Linked DNA regions of Sus scrofa: region 2 is linked to region 1. The links are chromatin contacts, called in public Hi-C maps. All regions are on one chromosome and are shown on one strand. Each heading gives the region's core, a stretch centred on a gene start, on an enhancer-like site or on the middle of the called end of the contact. The rest is flanking DNA. Distances are from core to core; before and after follow the strand shown. Region 1 holds the start of ARRB2 (beta-arrestin-2). Region 2 holds the start of PLD2 (phospholipase D2).

The links. Hi-C and Micro-C count contacts between places; a contact is called where the count stands out from the background.
Region 2: a contact with region 1 is called in a Hi-C map of liver, with 2.7 times the contacts expected there. The contact joins the promoter of PLD2 here to the promoter of ARRB2 in region 1. A contact is called at or near these places in 3 of 47 Hi-C or Micro-C datasets (heart right ventricle, liver and skeletal muscle) and 1 of 2 datasets of contacts at active chromatin or transcription factors (alveolar macrophages).

What each region holds. Positions count from the first base shown.
Region 1 is chr12:52,165,786-52,172,141 of Sscrofa11.1, reverse strand. ARRB2 (beta-arrestin-2) reads left to right here and starts at 1,780. Exons shown (of 14, transcript XM_021067791.1): 1 at 1,780-1,909; 2 at 5,093-5,123; 3 at 5,722-5,782; 4 at 5,892-5,936; 5 at 6,138-6,334. The coding sequence starts at 1,887.
Region 2 is chr12:52,085,592-52,091,122 of Sscrofa11.1, reverse strand. It overlaps PLD2 (phospholipase D2), which reads left to right and starts at 3,319. Exons shown (of 25, transcript XM_021067789.1): 1 at 3,319-3,481; 2 at 4,006-4,115; 3 at 4,205-4,335; 4 at 4,426-4,568; 5 at 4,990-5,095; 6 at 5,185-5,250; 7 at 5,374-5,432. The coding sequence starts at 4,007.

The DNA.
Region 1 (6,356 bases), core at 531-3,030:
ATAACTTTGTTGCACAGAAAAGTGGAGGGAGAAGAGCGATGTTCGTTCATTTGGGGAAGATAGGGGAGTATGGGAAAAGAGATGGACAAAGGTGGATGTTTTAGCTCCTTACGTCCAAGGATGTCCATCATCCATCATTCTCCCCAAGTCTGCTCAATTTTGCCCTAGAAATGACTCTTCAGCCTGGCTCCCCCTTCTCCCTTCCACTCTGCTGTTCATCATCTCCCCTTGACTGGGTTTAGTCTACAGCAGTCTTGCCTCTCTGTCTCCAACCTCCACACCGCGCAGGATTATCTTCCTATAGGAGCAATCTTATACCACTCCTTGGCTTAAAAAAAAACAAAAAAACAAAAAAACAAAAAAACACAACAGGAGTTCCCGTCGTGGCGCAGTGGTTAACGAATCCGACTAGGAACCATGAGGTTGCGGTTTCGGTCCCTGCCCTTGCTCAGTGGGTTAACGATCCGGCATTGCCGTGAGCTGTGGTGTAGGTTGCAGACGCGGCTCGGATCCCGCGTTGCTGTGGCTCTGGCGTAGGCCGGTGGCTGCAGCTCCGATTCAACCCCTAGCCTGGGAACCTCCATATGCCGCAGGAGCGGCCCAAGAAATAGCAACAACAACAACAACAAAAAGACAAAAGACAAAAAAAAAAAAAAAAAAAAACAAAACCCACTACTGGATCGACCGCCCTCCTCCAGGAGAGGCGCCCCCCCATTGCCTGCTCTACAAAACCCTTCACACTCTGTTCCACTCATCCAACCCAGTCTTATCACCCCTGCCCTCTCACCCTACAAAAACCTCAAAACAGGATGTGCCTCGCCTTTCTCTCTCTTCAGAATACCCTTTCTCAATTTCCGCCCACCCTTCAGGAAGATTATCCTCAAATGCCCCCTCCTCTGGACAGCCTGCCCTCCCTCCATTCCTCCCCCAGGAAAGGGCTGAGAGTCGCTTTGTCTTCTGAGTCATATCTCTAGTAAAGCATTCCTGGGATCATAGTACCTGTTTATGTGTCTCCTCAACCATACGAGGAAGGCAGGGGCCATGTTAATTCATTTCTGGGTCCCCATCGCCTAGCTTAGTGATTAGCGCAAAATGGGCATAGATAGATGAAATAGATGCAAGCGTGCGTGAATGGATGTTCGCTTTGATGAATGGGTGGAAAAAGGTAGGAAAGTAGCCCTGCGAAGATCAAATACCGACACTAGGGGGAGCTGACACATCACGCTAAGGAAACAGGAGGGCGGGCCAAAGAAGGAAACAAGCTCTAGGGTGAGCGGGCGAGCGGCGCGCAATAAGCGAGCATCACGCAACTGGAACCTCTCGCCCACGTGTGGATCCCCTCATCCTCCCTGCCAGACTGCTAGAGCTCATCCACCGCCCCCACCACCCCCTTCGCCTCCGCCGTCGCTGAGAAAGCAAACAAAGGGGCGGGGACCCCTGCAGGGTCCGGAATGGATAAAGCCAATCAGAGGCTCTTATTTCCTGAAGGCGGGCGCCTTCGTTTGAGGGGACCCAATCAGTGCCTAAGCGGGCGCGGAGGGGTGGAGAGATGGGCGGGAAGAGCAGAGTGCAGGGACCGCGCGCGCCGGGGAGGGGGGGTCCCTCGGCCGGGGTGGAGATGGGGGGCGGAGGGCGGCTGGAGGAGCCAATCACAGCGAGTGCCTGTGAGGAGAGGGCGGGCAGTGCCGGGGCGCGCGCGATCCGGGCTGACGCATTTGGCCTAGGCTCCCCAGGATCCGACGGGGGGGGCGGGAAGGAGGGGAGAGGGGAGTGGAGAAAGAGCGGGGGCGCGCGTGCGCAGTGGCGCGGGGAGGAGCAGGGACCTGGCAGCGGGCTCTGAGGCTGCGAGCGAGCCGCGAACCGGGCGGGCGGCGGGCGCGCGCACCATGGGGGAGAAACCGGGGACCAGGTAAGAGAGGTGGGGCTACGCGGCGGGACGTGGGTGGCGGCTCCAGACGGGTACTGGGACGGTTCCCAGACAAGGACACCCGGGAGAAAATTCAGGGGCCGGACGCCTGGGTCCCTAGGGGGCAGCCATCCGGGGCCGCACGCCTAGGTCCTCGAGGATAATGAGGGCAACGCATGCCACAGACCCTGCAAGGGGATCTCTGAGGGGATCGGGAAACCCGTATCTGGGTTCTCGAAGGGATGTGGGGGCTGGACGACTGGCTTCTCCGATGCAGGCAGCGATGCAGGGGCGGAGGAAGGAGCAGGTGGCCGGCCCCAAGGGGACTGGTATGGGCAGGCTGGATGCCAGGAGGGGGATCCCCTTAGACTCGTGCTGAGCCACTGGAGAGCCTCCTGTCCACTACCCTCCAAGCAGTCGGGCTCCCCCAACCTGTCCCAAGGGCCGGGTGGCTCCGCTTACAAACTTCTGCCTTCCCCTGGGTTGCTAGGAGCAACAGCTTCATCTTGGGGCAGCAAAGTGCCTGGCGACCCTCCCCGATCTGAGCCTTACCCCTCTTCCTGGGGGTGAGGGGAGGCAGTGTCTGCCCTGGGCACGCCATCCACTCCCCGGATGTTTTCTGTGCAATCGAGGCTCCTTCCCTCCACTGACACCTCCAGTTCTCTTTTTTGGTCTCTAGCAAAATCCACTTCCTGTTGTGACCCAACACCCCCAAGGGGGCAGGGGGTGAATGCCTGAGTCCCTGGGGAGCAGGAGCAAAAGAGGAAAAAGATTGGGGCTCTTGGCTTCTATTCAGAGAGGAACAGGAATGGTGGCCTGGTTCTGAGCTGTCACTTATTCTGCAAAACACCCTATCAGCCCCACCAATAGAGTAGGAAAACATAGATCTCTGAGCACCAAGTCGACTGATCCTGGAGAGATGATCAGAGGGCCGATTGGCGTCCTGGATTAGGGGTTAAACACAGAGAAAGGGGAAGTTGCTGACTTGAGGGAGGCCCCAGATTTCCGTTATGTGGTTCAGGGAGGGGGAAGGATGGGACCAAAGGGGGACTGCTGACTTGGCACAATTCCTCCCACCCCCATCAAATTCTGGGCCACAGGAAATGGAGAGAATAGTAGGAAGTGTGAGGGGGCATCTGCTTCGGCTCCCCACCACCACCGGGGGGCATCTCTGGTCACCCACACTCTACCTTCTTGGTCAACCTCAGTGTACAAACGCTGTTCTTCCTCAGCGTGGCAGGAGGCTGGCTGGGTTCGGCTCCAAAGGTCAGGTGCCCTGCAGCTGCTTCAAGGCATTTACCCCACAGCCACACTCCAGTTGTCCAACGGATTGTGGCTGTCACCACCCTCTGCCAGGACTCCTAATTGGAAGAAAACACTGGGCTAAAGAGGAAAACCAGAAGCAAAGGGGAGGGAGAGCTGGATGGTGCCATTGCAGTACAGCCCTCGCGTGGGGACAAGAGATGGGGTGCTTATCCTAGCTGCCACCATACCAGTGTTTGCTCTCCTTTATGGAGAGCCTCCATCCCTTTTGCCTTATGGTCTTTAGATAGATGGCCTTCTGGGAAGAAGGGGCATGGGAAGTTGTTACAGCAGAAACTGGGGTGGTGGAACTGGAAAGAGGGATGGGCCACTTGGCAGGATTTCAATTTTTAGGCCCTGGGGACCCTTCCCAGGCATCACTGCAGAGGCAGAGTGGGCTGGGAGGAGGAAGGTGGATCGGCAAGGAACAGGCCCACAAGTGGCCCGGGCACAGGGGTTGCCAGGTACCTCCCTGCCCTCCCAGCAGTGGCTGGAGTCCAGGCTTAGATTTGTTTCAGCAGCTGGAAAACAAATCCCCTTCCCTCCAACAGACATAATGGCAGTTACAGAGGGAGGACAGGATAATGGTTTAGTGATGGGAGCATCGACTGGGAGCCAGCCTGCCTCTGCTCGTACCTGAATTCCACCGTTTATATTCTCTGTGACCTTAGGCAAAATACTCGACCTCTCCTACGCCTCAGTTTCCTCACCTGTGAAACAGGAACATTAGGACCGCCGTCATGGGGTTGCTAAGAGTACTGAATGAGATAACACAACACGAGACACTTTGCCACAGTGCTGGGCGTGGACCATCCCTCCAATAAGTGTTAGCCAGCATCGTCATCTTTGTCTTATGGCTGCCATTGTGCTGGGTTTGCCGAAACCAGTAAGGCCTCAGCTGCTCACAGTCTGTCTAGGGAGACATGATACACAGCTCACTGCCCTCACACGCTATCCACCACGGGTGAAGCCTCAACAAGGTGTGACAGCAATCCCCCCAGAATCTGGGGGGACTGACTGGAATCTAGGCTAGATCTGCTTTTTGGTTGGTTGGTTTGTTTGCCATTTCTTGGGCTGCTCCTGTAGCACATGGAGGTTCCCAGGCTAGGGGTCGAATCGGAGCTGTAGTCACCGGCCTACGCCAGAGCCACAGCAACGCAGGATCCGAGCCACATCGGCGACCTACACCACAGCTCGTGGCAACGCCGGATCCTTAACCCACTGAGCAAGGCCAGGGATCAAACCCACAACCTCATGGTTCCTAGTCGGATTCATTAACCACTGAGCCACGACGGGAGCTCCAAGGCTAGATCTGCTTTCTAAAGGAGATGATAGCTCAGAGGGGCCCTCAAAAACATAAGCTCTTTAAGCTGCTGAAATGGGGTCGCACTTAGGTACTGCCCATCAGAGGAACCTTTTCGGAGGCAAAGGCCAGAGCCATTGCTCTTGCAAGGACTCCAGCTCCTGTTAGAGGTGGAGACCAGGGATGGAAGGAGGGTTCGTTCTCCCACAGACACTCCTGCAACCTGCCCATTCAGGTCCCCTGCGGGGAGGTCCTCTGGGAAGAGCCTAAGTGGTTCCTGTGGCAACCCAGCGGCCAAGGCCACGGGAGGAGGGGAAGGAGTGAGGGTGGAGCTAGGGGGGTTGCCATGGGAACCCGCTTTGAGGGGCTGCCGCCGTGCTGGGACTATGAAGGACCTGTGGTTGGCTACCTTTCCTTCTGGGAAGAAGTGGGAGGGGGTAGGGCTGGGTAAAGCCCAGAGGCCTCCAGGCAAGAAGCTCGGGGGAGCTTTGCTTCTCAGGCTGGGGAGGGACAAGGTCCTGGCACCAGGGTCCCTGCTGAGTCTGAGGGAGGCAGTGGGGTTTCCCTTTCTGTTTTGTTAGGGTCTTCAAGAAGTCGAGTCCTAACTGCAAGGTGAGTCTCCCAACCCTCCCAAAGCCGGGCCTGCCCCTAGCCGATCCCCAACCCCCGGCTCCCCACTTCCTGTGACAGCTAAGCGCCCACTTCCTTCCCTCCTGAAGCCCCTAGCTGCAGAGGCCTGAGCCAGCCACAGGGCTGGGTGGGGACAGGCTTGGGTCCCTAAGCAAGACCAGGGGGAAGGGCCAGAAGCCCAAGCCTGGAGCCCTCTTGGGAGCCAACCCACCATTCCCGGGGGCTAGGGACAGATACCATGGCCCCAGGCTATGGCCCCTGTATCCCAGAGGTCCTTGGCATCGGTGAGGCTCTCTGCCTGCCTAGGGCCTGGTCCTCCTGGACCCATACACACACACAAACACCCGACTTGTGGGCAGAGGTGTGAAAAGTTATCAGAGAGCTGTTACAAACCTCCAGGTTGGGTGGTCTGGGAGGCCCCACCACTCTCCTCTTCCAGCCCTACTGGGAGGAAACCAGGAGAAACTCCTTCCAGATACCCCAGCCTGGGAAGGCCAGGGGCAGGGCAGCCACTTCTGAGGGCTCTGCAGCCCTGCCCCCCTCCTACCCAACCTTCCCTGTGCCCCCTCTGCATCCTCAGCTCACTGTGTACCTGGGCAAGCGGGACTTTGTAGATCACCTGGATAAAGTGGATCCTGTGGGTAAGTGTGCTCAGAAAGTCCTCGTGTCCCCGGGAGGGGAAGAAGCTCCTGGGCCCGGGGATGGAGGAGAGGCCCCGACAGGGACTCAGCTCCTGTGTCCCCTTCCCAGATGGCGTGGTGCTTGTGGACCCTGACTACTTGAAGGACCGCAAAGGTACTGGCCCCGAGTCCAGGGGCCCAAGGGCCGGGAGGAGGGCGGGGAAATGAAACAGGCTGGCCTCTCCAGGGGCCCCAGGGAGATGGGAGGGCCGGGGCGGAAGCCAGAGGTAGGAATGCGGGCAGGTTTCATGCTGCCGAGGAGGGAGCAGCTGCCACTCAGGACCCCTGACCGCCCCACCTCGCCCTCTCTTGCCAGTGTTTGTGACCCTCACCTGCGCCTTCCGCTATGGCCGCGAAGACCTGGATGTGCTGGGCTTGTCCTTCCGCAAAGACCTGTTCATCGCCACCTACCAGGCCTTCCCGCCGATGCCCAACCCGCCCCGGCCCCCCACCCGGCTGCAGGACCGGCTGCTGAGGAAGCTGGGCCAGCACGCCCACCCCTTTTTTTTCACAGTGAGGATGCCCCCACACACAC
Region 2 (5,531 bases), core at 2,070-4,569, 83 kb after region 1:
ACAGCATATGAAGGTTCCTAGGCTGGGGTTTGAATCCGAGCTGTAGCTGCTGGCCTACACCACAGCCACAGCAACTCAGGATCCAAGCCGAATCTGCCTGGATCTACACCAAGCTCACACCAACACCAGATCCTTAACCCACTGAGCAAAGCCAGGGATCAAACTTTAGTCCTCATGGATTCTAGTCGGGTTTGCTAACCACTGAGCCATGAAGGGAACTCCAAAAGGCATCTTTTTTTTTTTTTTCCCCACTGTACAGCAAGAGGATCAAGTTATCCTTACATGTATACATTTTTTCCCCCACCCTTTGTTCTGTTGCAACATGAGTATCTAGACATAGTTCTCAATGCTACTCAGCAGGATCTCCTTGTAAATCTATTTTAAGTTGTATCTGATAACCCCAGGCTCCCGATCCCTCCCACTCCCTCCCTCTCCCATTGGGCAGCCACAAGTCTATTTTCCAAGTCCATGATTTTCTTTTCTGTGGAGATGTTCATTTGTGCTGGATATTAGATTCCAGTTATAAGTGATATCATATGGTATTTGTCTTTGTCTTTCTGGCTCATTTCACTCAGTATGAGAGTCTCTACTTCCATCCAAGTTGCTGCAAATGGCATTATGTCATTCTTTTTTATGGCTGAGTAGTATTCCATTGTGTATATATACCATATTTTCTTAATCCAATCATCTGTTGATGGACATTTGGGTTGTTTCCATATCTCTTCTCTTCCTATATGGATGTCTTTTATTTCTTTTGTTTGTCTAATTGCTGTGGCTAGGGGCATCTTTACTTTTTAAAAAAACAAGCCACATTCTGGGCGAAAATATTTGCAGTGTAAATGCCGGATGAATGATTTGCATCCAAAATATATAAATAACTCTGACAATAATAAGACAAATAATGTTTTTGTTGTTTTAAATCAGTGAGAGTTCCCATCCAAAATATATAAATAACTCTGACAATAATAAGACAAATAATGTTTTTGTTGTTGTTTTAAATCAGTGAGAGTTCTCATCATGGTGCAACAGAAGCGAATCTGACTAGTATCCATGAGGATTCAATTTCAATCCCTAGCCTCAATCAGTGGCTTGAGGATCTAGCATTGTCGTGAAACGTGCTGCAGGTCCCAGACTCGGCTCGGATCCCGTGTTGCTGTGGCTATGGCATAGGCTGACAGTTGCAGCTCTGATTCGACCCCTAGCCTGGGAACTTACATATGTTGAGGGTGCGGCCCTAAAAAGCAAAAAAAAAAAAAAAATCGGGGCAAGAATTGAACACTTAACAAAAGAGATACAAATGGTCAATAAGCACCCAAAACATGGTCAATCATTAATCAGGGAAACACTAACTACAACGAGGTACTATTTTACACTAATTAGCATGGGTAACACTAAAAAGATTAAAAATATCAAATATTGATCATGCAGCCTAACAGCTGGAACCAGCATACATAGATTCTGGAAACTTAAAACAAAACAACCATTTGAAAAACAGTTTGGCAATCCCCCCATTTTAAAATATTTCATTTATTTGAAAAGTTATTTTCTTTTGGAGTTCTTTTGTGACACAGCAGGTTAAGGATCTGGCATTGTCATTGCAGGGGCTTGGGTAACTTCGTGGTGTGGGTTCGACCCCTGGCTCAGGAACTTCCACAGGCCACTGAGGGCATGTCTTTTATGCCTTTTCTAGGGCTGTTCCCTCGGCACATGGAAGTTCCCAGGCTAAGGGTCTAATCAGAGCTGTAGTGGCCAGCCTATGCCACAGCCACAGCAATGCCACATCTGAGCTGCATCTTCGACCTACACCACAGCTCACTGCAATGCCGGATTCTTACCCCACAAGCAGGGCCAGAGATCGAACCTGCAACCTCATGGTTCCCAGTCAGATTCGTTAACCACTGTGCCACAATGGGAACTCCAAAAAAAAGTGCTTATTTATTTATTTATTTTGTCTTTTTGCTATTTCTTGGGCCGCTCCCGCGGCATACGATGATTCCCAGGCTACGGGTCGAATCGGAGCTGTAGCCACCGCCCTATGCCAGAGCCACAGCAACTCGGGATCCGAGCCGCATCTGCGACCTACACCACAGTTCACGGCAATGCCAGATCCTTAACCCACTGAGCAAGGGCAGGGACCGAACCCGCAACCTCATGGTTCCTAGTCGGATTCGTTAACCACTGCGCCACGACAGGAACTCCAAAAAGTGCTTTTTAATGGCGACTTAAAAATAGCCCTGGAGTTCCTAGTTGTGGCTCAGTGGTAACAAACCCAACTAGTATCCATGGGGACTCAGGTTCAATCCCTGGCCCCCTCTCAGTGGGTTAAGGATCCAGCATTGCCATGAGCTGCAGCAAAGGTCACAGACCTGGCTCAGATCCTGTGTTGCTGCAGCTGTGGTGTAGGCCCACAGCAACAGTTCTGATTAGACCCCCAGCCTGGGAACTTCCACATGTCATGGGTACAGCCCTAGAAAAAAAAAAAAATAGTCTTCGTTTGACACTTTCTTCACTGTCTCTATATTTTAAATGTGTACAATTAGGAATCAAATGAGTTTCGCCATTTCTTAAAAAGTTAAAATACAATTACATGACCCAGCAACTCCTCTCCTAGCTATTTACCCAAGAGAAATGAAGACATATCTACACAAAGACTTACCCAGGAATGTTTATAACAGCTGTAGTCATATAGACAAAAACTAGATACAACCCAAATGTCTATCAAGAAATATCCATCAACCCATTCCTCCATCCAGAAGAGATAAATCTACTTTTTAAAAAATGAAATATTTTGTCTTTTGTAACCTGAAAAATAGCCTGTTTTCCTGTTTGCTCTTCGGTAAGTTCCAGAAGAGCAGGTGCTGTGATAGTCTTGTTCACTATTGTACGCCCAGTGTCTGGCGCAGAGCAAGCGTGCAATAAGGAATGAATGAAAGAAAACTTGGGTACGTTAATGAACTAGTGGCCACCAGTCCTCAAGGCTTCCATCATTCCTTCCATCTGCAAATGCCAGCTGGGCCGGCCCGGGCATTTCTCCGGTCGCTTCTGCAAAGTGAGTCCGGCCAGAGGCCCAGGCGGGATGGGCGGCCGGAGGGGACCCCGGGGGCCCGCGCCCGCGCGGAGGAGGGTGCGCAGCGCCGAGCGCCCACAGGGCTGCGGCCCGGCACGTGCAGATCGACGGCGCGGGACAGCCGGGTGGACAGAGCCGCGCGGATGCTCGGAGCCTGCTGCGCGATCCCGAGGCGCAGAGGGCGGCCCCCAGTCCCCGGTAGCGCGCAAGGACGCCGGGGCGGGCCGAGGGCGGCGGGGGCGGGACAGGCCGGACGAGAATCCCGCGGAGGTGAGGCCGGAGGCCGGCCCGCCCCCGGGGGCAGGCCCTGAGCGCCCGCCCCGCCCCGGCCCGCTGGGGTGTGGGTTCCCGCTCCGGCTCTGCACCGCTCCCTCTGCTTGCGAAGCCGCGCCCTCGCCGGCTCCGGCTGCCCGGGTGAGGGGACCTGGGAGGGGGCGCCGCGGAGGTCCCGGGCCCGGGAAACAGGGCGGGAACGGGAGTGGGTCCTGGCTTCGGGGCCTCCGGACTCAGCCCCATGCTCAGATTTCGGGGTTTCCCTCCCGGGCGGGGACGCGTAACTTCCTCATTCCCGCCTGGACCCCTTCTTCCAGCTGGCTTGGCCTGGCTGGAATCCCGGCGGTTCCGGGCCCTTTGCAACCCCCGGGGTCCCTCCCCTGGCTTCTGCTGTGCCTTCCTTCGGGGCCTGGCCGGGTGTTCCTCGGCACGCTGGTTAGGGGACTGGAGGCGGAGCTCAGGGATTCTGGATGAAGGATCGAGATAAGGGATGGAGATTAGATGCGTTGCAGACCGATGGGCCATTATCAGGGAGAGGATGGGTGTCAGCGGGAGCCGGGTGGGGGGAAATGAGGGACCGACGGGAGACGGAGGACCGTGAGATGGGATGGGAGACAGGGTTCTGCAGAGCAGATCGCCTTCCCGAAGCTTCCCCGTATTCCTAGGATGGCGGCGACCCCCGAGAGCCTCTTCCCGTCTGGGGATGACCTGGACTCGAGCCAGTTACAGATGGAGCGGGATGAGATGGACACTCTGAGGGAGGGAGAGGACCCAGGTACACCCCGACGACAGCCCCGGAGGAGAGGAGGAGGAGGGCGCTGAGACCTCCTGGGGTCCACATTCTTCTGCTTTCTTTCCTGCCAGCTGACCGGATGCACCCCTTTCTGGCCATCTACGACCTCCAGCCCCTGAAAATGCACCCCCTGGTGTTTGCCCCTGGGGTCCCTGTCATAGCCCAGGTGGTGGGCACTGAAAGATACACCAGTGGATCCAAGGTGGCTGGAGGGGGCAGGGGAGGGCTGGTCGGAGTGGGGGGCTGCCACCCATCCAGGGAATGAGCATTCAGTTCCTCACCCCCCCCCCAGGTGGGAACCTGCACCCTCTATTCTGTCCGCTTGACTCACGGCGACTTTACCTGGACAACCAAGAAGAAGTTCCGTCATTTTCAAGAGCTGCATCGGGACCTCCTGAGACACAAAGTCTTGATGAGTCTGCTCCCACTGGCTCGGTGAGGGGGGACCAGACTGCCTCCTGGGAAGGGCAGGTGCCCCTCACCTCGGGCAGCCCGGGCTGCCAGCCCCCAGCCCCCGTCACTGCCTTCTGCCTGCCTCATCCCCAGGCCACAACCATTTTTTTTCCCCAGCTACTTTCCTCCCCCACCTCTGGCCCCTGGGTCCCCTCCTTTGACCCGGGTCACCAGGAAACCTTCCCTGTTCAGCTCACCCTGTCCATGGTTCTGGGCCAACATCCCAGCTGGGCTGGATGCCCGAAATGCCCTTGGCAGCCTCCTGAACCTTTTTCTGCCTCCCTTCTCAGGGTAGGGGGCATTCCTTCTGCCGGCCTCTAGGCCTCCCCCTGAACCCCCTCTCCAGGGCTTCAGGGACCCAGGCACCCAGCTCCCCACTCTCATCGCGCCATCCTTTCCACAGCTTTGCCGTTGCCTATTCTCCAGACCGAGAGGTGGCTGCCAGAGAGATGCCCTCTTTACCCCGAGCAGGTCCTGAGGGCTCCACCAGACATGCATCCAGCAAACAGGTGGGACTGGACAGGAGGTCCTCTGGGAAGGCGTTTGGGGTGCAAATGGTCCTGGTCCCATCCGTCTCTGTCTCCCATCCCTACTTCAGAAATACCTGGAGAATTACCTCAACTGCCTCCTGACCATGTCTTTCTACCGCAACTACCACGCCATGGTGAGGTCCAGGGGCTGGGGGGCTGGGTCTTTTGAGATGGCACGGGATGACGGGGACCAGGGTCGGTTGGGTTTGAGGGGCTGACGATGAGTGTCTCCTCCGAGCCTTTTTCTTCCGCTGCAGACAGAGTTTCTGGAAGTCAGCCAGCTGTCCTTTATCCCAGACCTTGGATCCAAAGGACTGTGAGTCTGACACCCCTTCCCCAGCCGCCTCTGGATGGATCCCTCCTGGCCTGAGAATAGGGTAGACTGGGGGTCTGGATCCCCCCATTCAGCATCTCT